Regions from separate parts of the Sus scrofa genome. Here regions 1 and 2 are each linked to region 3. A link is a contact called in public HiChIP or PLAC-seq data. All regions are on one chromosome and are shown on one strand. Each heading gives the region's core, a stretch centred on a gene start, on an enhancer-like site or on the middle of the called end of the contact. The rest is flanking DNA. Distances are from core to core; before and after follow the strand shown. Region 1 overlaps TBC1D1 (TBC1 domain family member 1). Region 2 overlaps TBC1D1 (TBC1 domain family member 1). Region 3 has its middle 75 kb from the start of RELL1.

Region 1 (3,779 bases), core at 139-2,638, 370 kb after region 3:
TTTTTTTTTTGTCTTTTTGCTATTTCTTGGGCCGCTCCCGTGGCATATGGAGATTCCCAGGCTAGGGGTCTAATCGGAGCTGTAGCCGCCGGCCTACGCCAGAGCCACAGCAATGCGGGATCCGAGCCGCGTCTGCAACCTGCACCACAGCTCACGGCAACGCCGGATCGTCAACCCACTGAGCGAGGGCAGGGACCTAACCCGCAACCTCATGGTTCCTAGTCGGATTCGTTAACCACTGCGCCACGATGGGAACTCCCATAATTTTTCAAATACCAATGATCATTATTTCTTCTTCCTTAAAACATGATAAATAGTGACTACCTTTCAGGATGTTTTCCTCAGAATACAGTGTCTACTTGAGTTCATTCTTGCTCATCTGGGTGTGTTTCATAGAGAAATGTGGAGAATCTGTCAGTTATAAAGAGCTATGCCAATTTCACTCAGGATCTTCCTAGCAAATCTGAATTATTGTTTGATTACTTTTTAAAAGTCTGACTTGTTTCCTCATTTCCATTTTCTCAACATTAATAAGGTAGGATGGAAGTCTCATTGTTTGTTGAATTATAGCATGATCTACAGAAGGATTCAGCAGGGAATTTTCCTCCCCAAAAGGTGAAAATGATGTTCCTGAATAAGATCAAATAAGGAACCATTTACAAAGGAAAAGTTTTTTCCAAATCCTGCTTTCCTGGGGAGTATCCTCTAGCATATGCTTAGCTTGCTCTTGGGAAATGTTGACGGAGTTGCTGGGATATGTCAGGGATTGCCCGTTTATTGGGAAATAATTGTCCTGAAACTGAGCTTCTCCACAGCTTTTTATCTTGATTTGCTGCTATTTCTATTGAAATGTTAATATTAAATATTTTTCCTTTTTCATGTGATTGTTTTAAAGGGTGCATTTTACCTGATCACCTGACCTTCAGGCTCTCAGCACTCATATCTCTGTGTGCTGGTGTTTTCAGGAGACACTGCACATTAATATTTATGGGTGATGCCATATCTGTATTGCTGTTGTGCCTCTCAGCTGATACTTTCAAAACAAGTATGCATGTTGACATTTATTAAAAAGAGCTCTTAGGAAACTATGGTAGAGCTTGAGCCTTAATAGCTTATGTTTAAAAGCTTCTCTGTTCTTTATTGTGTAGAATTTTTAACTCATTGTTTCCACTAGTTTACTTCAATATTTATCTTTCTGTTATTTTAAGAGTACAGATGTCTTAAAACTTTTAACTTTTATGTCTATATGTGTTTGTGTGTTTGTGCATGTGTGCTCATGTGTGTGTATAGTTGTGTTTCTTCATTAGTCTCTTGTCTTATTCCTTAAGACCCAAGAGAAGTTGTAATTTTTCTGTGTCAGCTTTTCTCCACTTCCTTTTATTACTAAAATGAGCATTAAAAACTTCAGTTTTGGGAGTTCCCGTTATGGTTCAGCATGTTATGAAACTGACTAGTATCTGTGAAGATGGCGAGTCTGATCCCTGGTCTCGATCAGTGAGTGGGTTAAGGATCCAGCATTGCGGTGAACTGTGGTGTAGGTTGCAGATGTGGCTCGGATCCCGTGTTGCTGTGGCTGTAGTGTAGGCCTGCAGCTGTAGCTCTGATTTGATCCCGAGCCTGGGCCCCTCCATGTGCTGTGGGTGCGGCCCTAAAGAGACCAAAGAAAAAGAAAAGAAAACTCCAGTTTTCAGTTCCTACTTCTCTTATTGTGGGGATAATCAGAGTAACATTTTAGTAGAACTTCATATTTGAGAGACGTTTTTAGGTATTTAAAATATCTGAGAAAATAATACTCTTATAGTGTCTTTTAAAATTGTGCAGTATAAACCTTAGGTTGTATTTCTGGCAGTGGTGCCTCTTCTGGGTACAACTCACTGTCCCTTCCTCTCCTCCCTGCCTTCAACAGGGTATTAGACACGTGGACCACTTTGGGTTCATCTGCCGAGAGTCCTCGGGAGCTGGAGGCTTTCATTTCGTCTGCTATGTGTTTCAGTGCACGAATGAAGCTCTGGTGAGTGAGAAAGAGCAGTTCTTACCTTGAAGTCTCCTTTGCAGGGGATTTCAACCTCCCTGATTTCTTTCTGAAGCAAAACTGTACGGCCTCATTGACCTTATTTGGCTTTAATTATTCATTCATGACTGTTTTCTCACTAGCTGGTATACACCTGAGCTTGAATATGCATTTTCAATTTTCATTGTTCTTAAAGGCCTGCTCACTTTCACCCTCTGCATTAGAGTTTTCATTTATTAATTTGTTGGTTTATTATTTTGGGGCTGTTCCTATGGCATGTGGAAGTTCCTGGGCCAGGGATCAAACTCATGCTGCCGCAGTGATAATGCCAGATCCCCAGCTCGCTGAGCCACCAGGGAACTCTTGCTTTGGCTTTATAAAAATGTCGTTTTGAACTTTTGATCAGAAGAGTTGGTTTTCGCTCAGTATTTAATTTACATCTAGTTTTTACTTTATCTCCTTGAAGAGCTTTGAGCTTTTGTAGTGTTTCTCAGACTGTATGTAATCTTAGCAGTTATTATGGTTATTATTCATTTACCTGTGACTAGTAGTCCTGAAGAATCTTAAAGTACTGAGTCTTTCCACAGCATCCTGAAATCTCTGCCCAGCTCATTTTAATTATTATTTTTCTTTTTTTTAAGGCTGCACCCACGGCATATGGGGTTCCCAGGCTTGGGGTCCAATCAGAGCTGTAACTGCTGGTGTGTGCCAGAGCCACGGTAACTTGGGATCCGAGCTGTGTCTGTGGTCTACACCACAGCTCATGGCAACAACAGATCCTTAACCCACTGAGTGAGGCCAGGGATTGAACCCATGCCCTCGTGGATCCTAGTCGGGTTCGTTAACCCGCTGAGCCACAACAGGAACTCCCATCTGCCCAGCTCATTTATTATTTATTTATTTATTTTTGCTTTTTAGGGCCTCATCTGAAGCATTTGGAGGTTCCCAGGCTAGGGGTCCAATGAGAGCTGTGACTGTTGGCCTGTGCCACCAGCCACAGCCACACAGGTTTGGAGCCTCATCTGCGACCTCCACCACAGCTCATGGCAATGCCAGATCCCTAACCCACTGAGGAACGCCAGGGATCGAACCTGGCAACCTCATGGTTCTTAGTCGGATTCGTTTGCGCTTCACCACAATGGGAAGTCCTGCCCAACTCATTTTAAATGGACATTTTACTGTCTCTTCTTTTTGATCAGGTTGATGAGATTATGATGACCTTGAAGCAGGCCTTCACGGTGGCCGCAGTGCAGCAGACGGCCAAGGCGCCGGCCCAGCTGTGTGAGGGCTGTCCCCTGCAGAGCCTGCACAAGCTCTGCGAGCGGATCGAGGGTGAGCAGGGCCCTGCAGTCTGTGACGTGGTGGGAGTCAAGGGTCCCAGGCAGATTTGTTGGACGGTCCTCCCTCACAGGGGCTTGTGGTAGTTACAGGGATTGTAGGTGAATGTCTGCTGCATGTCAGGTTTGTGCTGGGTGCTCCCTTCTTCGGTCTCCTCTCCACGGGGCTCTGTGGGTAGTGGAGGAGTTAGGGACTCAGAGGGCACAGCACCGGAGTGGTATGAGTGGTCAGTCATGGGCGCTGCTCTGCCGAGGTCTAGTAAGATAAGATCTAAGAATTTCCACGGGGTGAATTGATTAGAAGGTCGTGGAAAACCTCTGCCAGAGCGGTTTTAGTGGAGGGGAGTGGCCAGAGTGCAGGTCGCAGTTGAGGCGCCCATGAGAAAGCGCTAAGGAAGTGGTGCTGTGAGTATGGACTACAGTTGAGCTTA
Region 2 (3,724 bases), core at 490-2,989, 310 kb after region 3:
CCCTTGCTTAGTGGGTTAAGGATCCGGCATTGCTGAGAGCTGTGGTGTAGGTCGCAGACGCAGCTCAGATCTGGCAGTGCTATAGTTCCGATTAGACCCCAGCCTGGGAACCTCCATATGCTGCAGGTGCGGCCCTCAAAAGACAAAAAAAAAAAAAAAAAAAAAAAAAAAAAGAAATGGATGAGCATGAGGCAGGCCCAGGAGGCTGTTGGTATGCATTGAGATGTTTGGATGGTTAGTGTGGTTAGCTTGGTATGTGGGGAGGGAGAGCAGACAGTAAGGATGAGTTCAGCTAAAAATGATGGAATGTCCAAGTCATAGTGGTTTACACCTGCGTTGCTCTAAACGCGATCCTCAGTCAGCAGCATCTCCTGGGAGTCTGTTATTAATTCTTGGGCCCCACCTCAAATCTACTGAATCAGAATTTTCGTTTTAATGAGATTTCTCAGTGATTCATGGGCACATTAAAATCCAGTTTCGGCAATAAAGATATTTTGCTATATCACTTAATAAGGATTCGGGGGTGAGCAGTTTTCGGAATGGTTGGACCTCTGTCATCCATAACACAGGCTTTTATCTCAGGATGTAGAGGTAAGCAGTTTCAGAGTGGCTGGGTCTGTATCATCAATAACACAGACTTTCATCTCATTACTCTCTGCCAGGCTTAGCATGTTAATTTTGGCCTTTTGCTCTGTGACTTCATGGTTCCAAGGTGGCTGTTGTAGCTTCTCGCACAAGTGAATTCCAAGTAGGAAGGATGGGGCCTACTTCTTCTAGGACCTCCTTGGCCAGAACTGGGTCACATTTGGGAAGAGGAATGGTACACACAAGGCTAATTGATACCATTCATTCACTTAGTTTAAAGAAAAAAATAGGTTGCCACTGTGTGCCAACTCATAACATATTCCCTGGGGCTAAACCTTGATTTTTGTTTGTTTGTTTTTTGTTTTTTAGGGCTACACCCACGGCATATGGAGGTTCCCCAGGCAAGGGGTCAAACTTGAGCTGGAGCTGCTGGCCTTTGCCACAGCCACAGCAATGCCATATCTGAGCCACGTCTGCAACCTACACCACAGCTCATAGCAACATGGGATCCTTAACCCACTGAATGGGCTCAGAGATTGAACCCATGTCCTCATGAACACTAGTCTGTTTCATTACTGCTGAGCCATGATGGGAACTCTGGGGCCTAACCTTGAGATGAGGAGTCTCTTTTCAGAGTTCCCACTGTGGTGCAGCAGGTTAAGGATCTAGCATTGCCCCAGCTATGGTGTAGGTCTCGGCTGTGGCTCAGATTCCATCCCTGGCCCAGGAACTTCCATAGGCTGCAGATACAGCTGGGGAAAAAAAAAAAAAGGAAAAAAAAAAAGTGTGTTCATTACTTGCATAAAACTAGGGTTCTGCTGATAACGAGGAATAGGGAGAAATCATTATTAGGCAGGAATCATTGTCCATCACTGGTTAGAGAGGTCAGATTTGAAAGAGTCTTGGAAGCCATGCCAAGACTGCACTCGGTCCAGTCGTCACTGGAGAATCAAGGTGGGGACATACTCAGATCTGTGTTTTGAAAAGGAAATCTAGCCTGTGGAGGATGGACTGAGACCAGCAAGGAGGTTTATGCCGTTATTCAAGTGAGAGATGGCCACGGCCGACCTAGCACAGTGCTGGGCAGAGTGGAAGTGGGGATACTCTGGAAGGCAGCTCTGAGACAGAAGCTGTTACTTATGATGCCTCTGTGGGTAGTGAGAAGGAGAGGACTCAGAGCTGAGTCACCGAGACTTTGATGGGGCAATTCACTCAGCTGTCTAACACTAGTTGCCATTAAAAACAAACAAACAAAAAAACCCCTGTATTTTACACATATGCGATCACAGGACACAGAGCTTTGTAACCTAGAATTTCCACTTTTTGCATTGCAAACTGATTTCTGTGTCAGTAGGTATAGAACTGTCTCCTTCCCCCCTATTTTAATGTTTATTGATTTGAAAAATCTTATAAAGCACAAGCAAGTCAAAAAATCATTTGTCGTCTGATAAGTTGAGAAAATTGTAAAAAGTAAAAAAGGAACCCCCCTGTTTCTATCTTGCTTCTGGAAGACGTGCCATCATCCCTCTGCCCTCTTGACCCCATTTTTTCCTTAAGGTAATACAGGAAAATATCAAGACGTTCCAGTGCACGCACACACGTCTCTCCTTTCTCTCTCTCATAGTCATGGTGTGTATATTAATCTGCATCGTGTGATTTCCACTGTTACCCTTTTCCACAAAAATCCCTGCCCTTGATTTTTGTCTCCAGAGGCCTGCGCTTCAACAATTCCCACTGTTAACACAAGAGGGCGCTACCTCAAAGTTTACTCCTTCCTTTTTTTTGTTTATGTGTGTAGGTTATAATCTAGAGTCTGCTTCCAGCGAGCATCTAATGTACTGTGCATTTATTGTTTTGCACCTTGTCTGTCCCTCTTCACTGGGGTGTAAGTATTATGAGGGCAGGGATTTTTTTTTGTTAACAGATATGTCCTCACAGCCTATACAGTATTTTGTCCAAATAGGTGCTCAATAAATATTTGTGATAAATGGAGGCATTTTCAGCAGATTGTTTTCGTTTGCATTACTTTCACACATTTGAAATCTTCAGATGTCTTTGCCCTGTATCTCCCTTCTGGGTCTTTCCCCCTTGGCCTCATATGGTGTGTTCAGGGGGTAAACTAATTTTAATGTTAATCTAGAGAAAAGGGGAGTACAGTAATGAATTCCCCCAGAGGTCATGCAATGCTGGCCACAGTGACACATGCAGGGTTATTGTTACCTGGTCCTTGGGGTTATCTGTACTGCTGGCTCCCATCCCTCGCCTGCAGGCACAAGCTGACCAAATGGACATTTTTTTTTTTTTTTTTTTTTTTTGTCTTTTGCCTTTTCTTGAACTGCTCCCGTGGCATATGGAGGTTCCCAGGTTTAGGGGTCTAATCGAAGCTCTAGCCACCGGCCTACACCAGAGCCACAGCAACGCGGGATCTGAGCCGAGTCTGCGATCTACACCACAGATCACGGCAACGCCGGATCATTAACGCACTGAGCAAGGCCAGGGATTGAATCCGCAACCTCATGGTTCCTAGTCAGATTTGTTAACCATTTCGCCACAATGGGAACTCCCCAAATGGACATTTTTAAAAAAACTCTTTGGCATGCGGAAGTTCTGGGACCAGGGACTGAACCCACACCACAGCAGCAACCTGAGCCACTGCAGTGATGATGCCGGGCACTTAACCCGCTGAGCCACCAGGGAACTCCCCAGGTGGACATTTAGACTCCCTTCGTGGGTTAGGAGAACTTAAGCAGCTGTTGAGTCTGTGTGATACTCACAGCCACAGCAGCACCATGCAGCAGCCACATCCCTTCCTTTCCAAAGGAAGGGAAGGGGTGAAAACATAGGACCCGCGATACTGTGTGACACTTTTATTCCTCACAACCATTGAAGGAATAAATAACGTCACCATTTTCGAGGAGGAAATTTCTCTCATCACAAGAATGTATAATAAAGGGAGAGAGTTGAGATTCCAATATAGCCTTTCAGGCGCCACGAACTGTGTTTTTTTGTTGTTGTTGTTTTTAAACCCTACACCCCTTTTTGGGAAAAGTTCAGAACAGATTGTTTGATAGTTTTTTCTTCGTCATTACTTTGAAAAGGTCACTTTGGCATTTGATTTACATTTGCTCACAAGCCCCAG
Region 3 (4,080 bases), core at 62-2,561:
TCACTGAACAGGGACTGACTTTGCCAACTCCAAGATGCTGGCTACACCCAGCCCCCTGTTCAGTACACTTCATGCCTAAGCTCGTGTCATCCTCACAGCCACCCTAAAAGGCACGTATTATCTTCACTCTACAGTTAGAAGATTGAGAACTGAAAAACTTAAGGTCAAGGCTGGCCAAAGTCATCTGAATGTCAAAGTTGTGCCTTGATGGGCGCCGCAATTCAGAGCCCTCTGGCCCAACAAGGCGAGATGGAGGGAGGTTATCCTAAGGCGCCGATGGGCACAGGGTTTGCAAGGGCACTTCAGAGCAGAAGCCACACCAGAGCCAGGGCCCCCGGCTGTGGTTCCCAGGCAGTGCTGGACAATCTTCGCCTTAGGGCTGGATGCCTGGGCTCCAAGACCCACGTGGCCCTGTCACTCCTCAAGTATCTGGTATCTACTTCATGGAGAATAACTGCACTGGCCATGGGGTTTTGCTGTCATTGTTGCATGTGATAGAACCTCAACCTAAACGAGGTAAGACGAAAATGAAATGTTCTTGGAATGTTCATAAAACTCAGAAGGACAGCTGGGCCTCGGGGCCACCTGAGTCTGGGCCTTGACAGCAACCAGGACTGCCTCTCTCCCCTCTGCTCGTTCCTTCCTTTCTTCAGACCGGCTCCCTCTGCTTGGCAGGAAGCATGGCTGCCCCTCGCTTCAGCCACCAGAGAAAGAAACCCCTTTCTCCAGCTCCGGCTGTCAAACGTCCCAGGGAGGAGCACCACCAGGCCAGGTCACAGTCGGTCACTTGTCCACTTTGTTACATCCAGCTGTGGCCAGGGCAGTGGGCACCTGCTTGGGTTCTAAGAGGGAAGAGAAGGTTCTTCAGAGGAGGGGGCGTCATTCCCAGAAGGGAGAGGCGCTGGGCTGCCCCTGCACACCCTACGCTTCACCCTCAGCTCTGTTTAATACCCTGTGCTTGTGTCTCCTCACACTGGACTCTACTCCACAGCAACACGGGATCTGAGCCGCATCTGTGACCTACACCACAGCTGATGGCAATGCCAGATTCTTAACCCACTGAGCAAGGCCAGGGATCAAACTGCATCCTCTTGGATAATATGTCAGGTCCTTGACCCGCTGAGCCACAACGGGAACTTCTTCTTTCATTTGCAAAGGTAAACTTTTGTCTATTTTCATTTATTCAGCAAAAATCATGAAATCACGCTCAGTACTTTCTGCGCACCAGGCCCTGACAGAACAGACCCCGCCAGCAACAGATGGCCAAGCTATACTGCCTGCAGTTTTCCCATTCGGCCGGCAGAGGGAGCCAGTGCCAGCTCTCTGAGAGGCCGACGGCAGCTGAGACAGGTGGGCAGAGACACTGGCTGGGCGGTCACACAAGGCCAGGGACAAAGTCCCAGGTGTCCCTTCAGGCGTTTGGAGCTACCATGACGAGCCTCCAGGGAGAGCTGAGAACCGTCCTGAAGAAAGGTCCCTGGAAGATGAGGAGCAAAGGAAGCCCTGGGTCGGACCTGCCCCCTGACCAAAGGTCAGAGTATATAAGAACTGGCAAGGATCTTGGGTCTCCTGGCAAAACGGAGTCTTCTTTGACCACAGCCACGCCCTGAATCGCAGGATCACACTTCCAACGCCCCAACATCCTGCTGTCTTCAGTGGGAGGCAAAGGAGTATTCCTCCGCTTTCCAGCGTGTTAGATTAGGGTGGAGGAAGCCTCGCTCTCTGGCTTTGGGAAGGAAGTGCAGGAGCTGCAAGTGGTGGACAGTCCCCCTGACAAATCCTGGACCTGCTGGTGCCAGGAGAGAGCTGAATCCTGGGGAGCATCCTAGGTAGGATATCAAAAGGCTAATTAAGAATAAAACCTGTAACCCCAAATGACTCCTTCCTACTATAAAATGAGATTTGGGGGAATTCTTAACATCATCGCCAGTGCCTATATTCTGGGTTTCCTGGCTTTCATGAACTGAACATTGCTTTTTTTCTTTTTCTTTTAAATTTTATTTTAATGATGTTTGGCTGATTCACAAGGTTGTGTTAATGTCTGCTGTACAGCAAAGTGATTTATATGCATATATCCATTCTTTTTCATATTCTTTTCCACTATATCATCACAGGATATTGAATATAGCTCCCTGTGTGATACAGGACGTTGTTGTTTACCCAGTCAATAAGTCATAGTTTGCCTCTGCTAATTTCAAATTCCCAATCCATTCATCCCCCTCCCCCTTGGCAACCACAAGTCTGTTCCCTATGTCCGTGCATCTGTTTCTGTTTTGTAGATAAATTTGTGTTATTTTTCCCCCCTTTTTTTGGCCACCCCAAGGCACATGGAGTTCTTGGGCCAGGGACCAGATCCAAGGTGCAGTTTCGACTTAAGCAACACCGGATCCTTAACCCACTGTGCCAGGCTGGGAATGGAACCAGTGTCCCAGCGCTCCCAAGATGCTGCCAATCCCACTGTGCCACTGCAGGAACTTTTGTGTTATATTTAGATTCCACATATAAGTGATATCGTATGGTGTTTGTCTTTCTCTTTCTGACTTACTTCTCTTAGCATGACCATCTCGAGTTTCATCCATGTTGCTGATGAGTTGAGAATTGTAAAATCAGCTTTTCTACTTCCTTAACCTAAGATGGTATTGATCATCTTGTTTTCAAGGAAAACACACACACACAAATTCAAAATCAAAATTCAATGAGGCGCCGCAAAGAGTGAAGTTTGCTGTATATAAACTTTAAGAAATTTAACCAGGATATGAAGGAAAGATGGAATGGAGACGATGACAAATGACTCTGTGTTAAAACTGAATCACATAGCCACGCCGAAGGGGTGGGAGCAAAGGCACTGACTTAAAGTAACTCGGGCAAACAGGCTTCTGGCTGGTTTCTCTACGGCTCACAACTGGAAAACTAGTACACAAGCCAGTGCTCAATCAGAAATCAATTTCTCCAGTGGCATACATTCAAAATACTTTATATGTATGCTAGGGTTGACACATGTAAAAATATTGTAGATAATAAGAGCCAGTGGGAACTATATCTAGTCATTTGGGAACTATATCTAGTCACTTATCTGATCTTTTTTTTTTTTTTTTTTTTTTTTTTTGTCTTTTTGCCATTTCTAGGGCCGCTCCCGCGGCATGTGGAGGTTCCCAGGCTAGGGGTCAAATAGGAGCTGTAGCCTCCGGCCTACACGGTATCCGAGCCGCGTCTGCAACCTACACCACAGCTCACGGCAACGCCGGATTGTTAACCCACTGAGCAAGGGCAGGGACCTAACCCGCAACCTCATGGTTCCTAGTCGGATTCGTTAACCACTGCACCACAACAGGAACTCCTATCTAGTCACTTATGATGGAGCATGATGGATAATGTGAGAAAAAGAATGTATGTATCTATGTGTGACTAGGTCACTTTGCTATACAGCAGAAAATTGGCAGAACACTGTAAACCAACTATAATGGAAAAAATAAAAATCATTAAAAAAAAAAAAAAAAAAGCCAGTTTACTGTAGGAGAAAAGTTACAGAGAAGTAAAATGGGAAGGTTCTCATGAACCCTGATGGAGCTAGACTGGGGTCAGAGGCATCAGTTATGATGCATGCTTGTGTTCTAAAGATAGACACATAAAGATGTGTGTATGCATGGGTTAGTTGTGTGTGTGTGCACGCACACACCCAGAAGCAGTAAGACCCCAGTATCCATGCGCACACCTAGTGCCCCCGATCTTTAGTCCTAAATAGCATTCTCCAATAAAAGGAACCAAAGCTCCTTGATTAGTGGTGGATTCCAAGGATAAGACAAGGAAAATACAAGAGGAGATGAACCTGAAACATCTTATGGTTCCAGAAAGTAAGGGCAAAAGAAAGAGAAGGGACAAGGAAGAAATATAAAGAAGGCACCACCTTGAAAAGACTCAGGCATCAATCTGAAAGAGTTTCTCTTACAGTGAAAACAGCTGCAGGCAGGATATCGGTGGATGGAGTCGTGAATTGAATTGTGTCCCCTAAAAAGATGGCTTGAAGTCCCAACTCCAGGTTCCTGGGAAGATGATCTTAGTTGGAATCAGGGTCTTTGCAGA

The links. HiChIP or PLAC-seq counts read pairs in DNA pulled down with a chosen protein or histone mark.
Region 1: an H3K27ac HiChIP or PLAC-seq map of alveolar macrophages shows a contact between it and region 3. The contact joins two enhancer-like sites. A contact is called at or near these places in 11 of 47 Hi-C or Micro-C datasets (embryonic fibroblasts, fetal skeletal muscle, liver and 4 more) and 2 of 2 datasets of contacts at active chromatin or transcription factors (alveolar macrophages and skeletal muscle).
Region 2: a contact with region 3 is called in an H3K27ac HiChIP or PLAC-seq map of alveolar macrophages. The contact joins two enhancer-like sites. A contact is called at or near these places in 1 of 47 Hi-C or Micro-C datasets (embryonic fibroblasts) and 1 of 2 datasets of contacts at active chromatin or transcription factors (alveolar macrophages).

Annotation. Positions count from the first base shown.
Region 1 is chr8:29,486,208-29,489,986 of Sscrofa11.1, forward strand. It overlaps TBC1D1 (TBC1 domain family member 1), which reads left to right. Exons shown (of 22, transcript XM_021101100.1): 5 at 1,907-2,011; 6 at 3,211-3,343. Among named protein-coding and RNA genes, the nearest start is that of MIR9840, 61 kb to the right of the region's middle. Within about 2 kb of position 1,389, at least 1 of the 83 cell types and tissues checked has an H3K27ac peak or open chromatin away from gene starts, as enhancers often do. A contact at or near this core is called in alveolar macrophages, where this site is marked.
Region 2 is chr8:29,425,087-29,428,810 of Sscrofa11.1, forward strand. All of the region lies in intron 2 of TBC1D1 (TBC1 domain family member 1), which reads left to right. Among named protein-coding and RNA genes, the nearest start is that of TBC1D1, 57 kb to the left of the region's middle. Within about 2 kb of position 1,740, at least 13 of the 83 cell types and tissues checked have an H3K27ac peak or open chromatin away from gene starts, as enhancers often do. A contact at or near this core is called in alveolar macrophages, where this site is marked.
Region 3 is chr8:29,113,245-29,117,324 of Sscrofa11.1, forward strand. No RefSeq gene overlaps it. Among named protein-coding and RNA genes, the nearest start is that of RELL1, 75 kb to the right of the region's middle. Within about 2 kb of position 1,312, at least 9 of the 83 cell types and tissues checked have an H3K27ac peak or open chromatin away from gene starts, as enhancers often do. A contact at or near this core is called in alveolar macrophages, where this site is marked.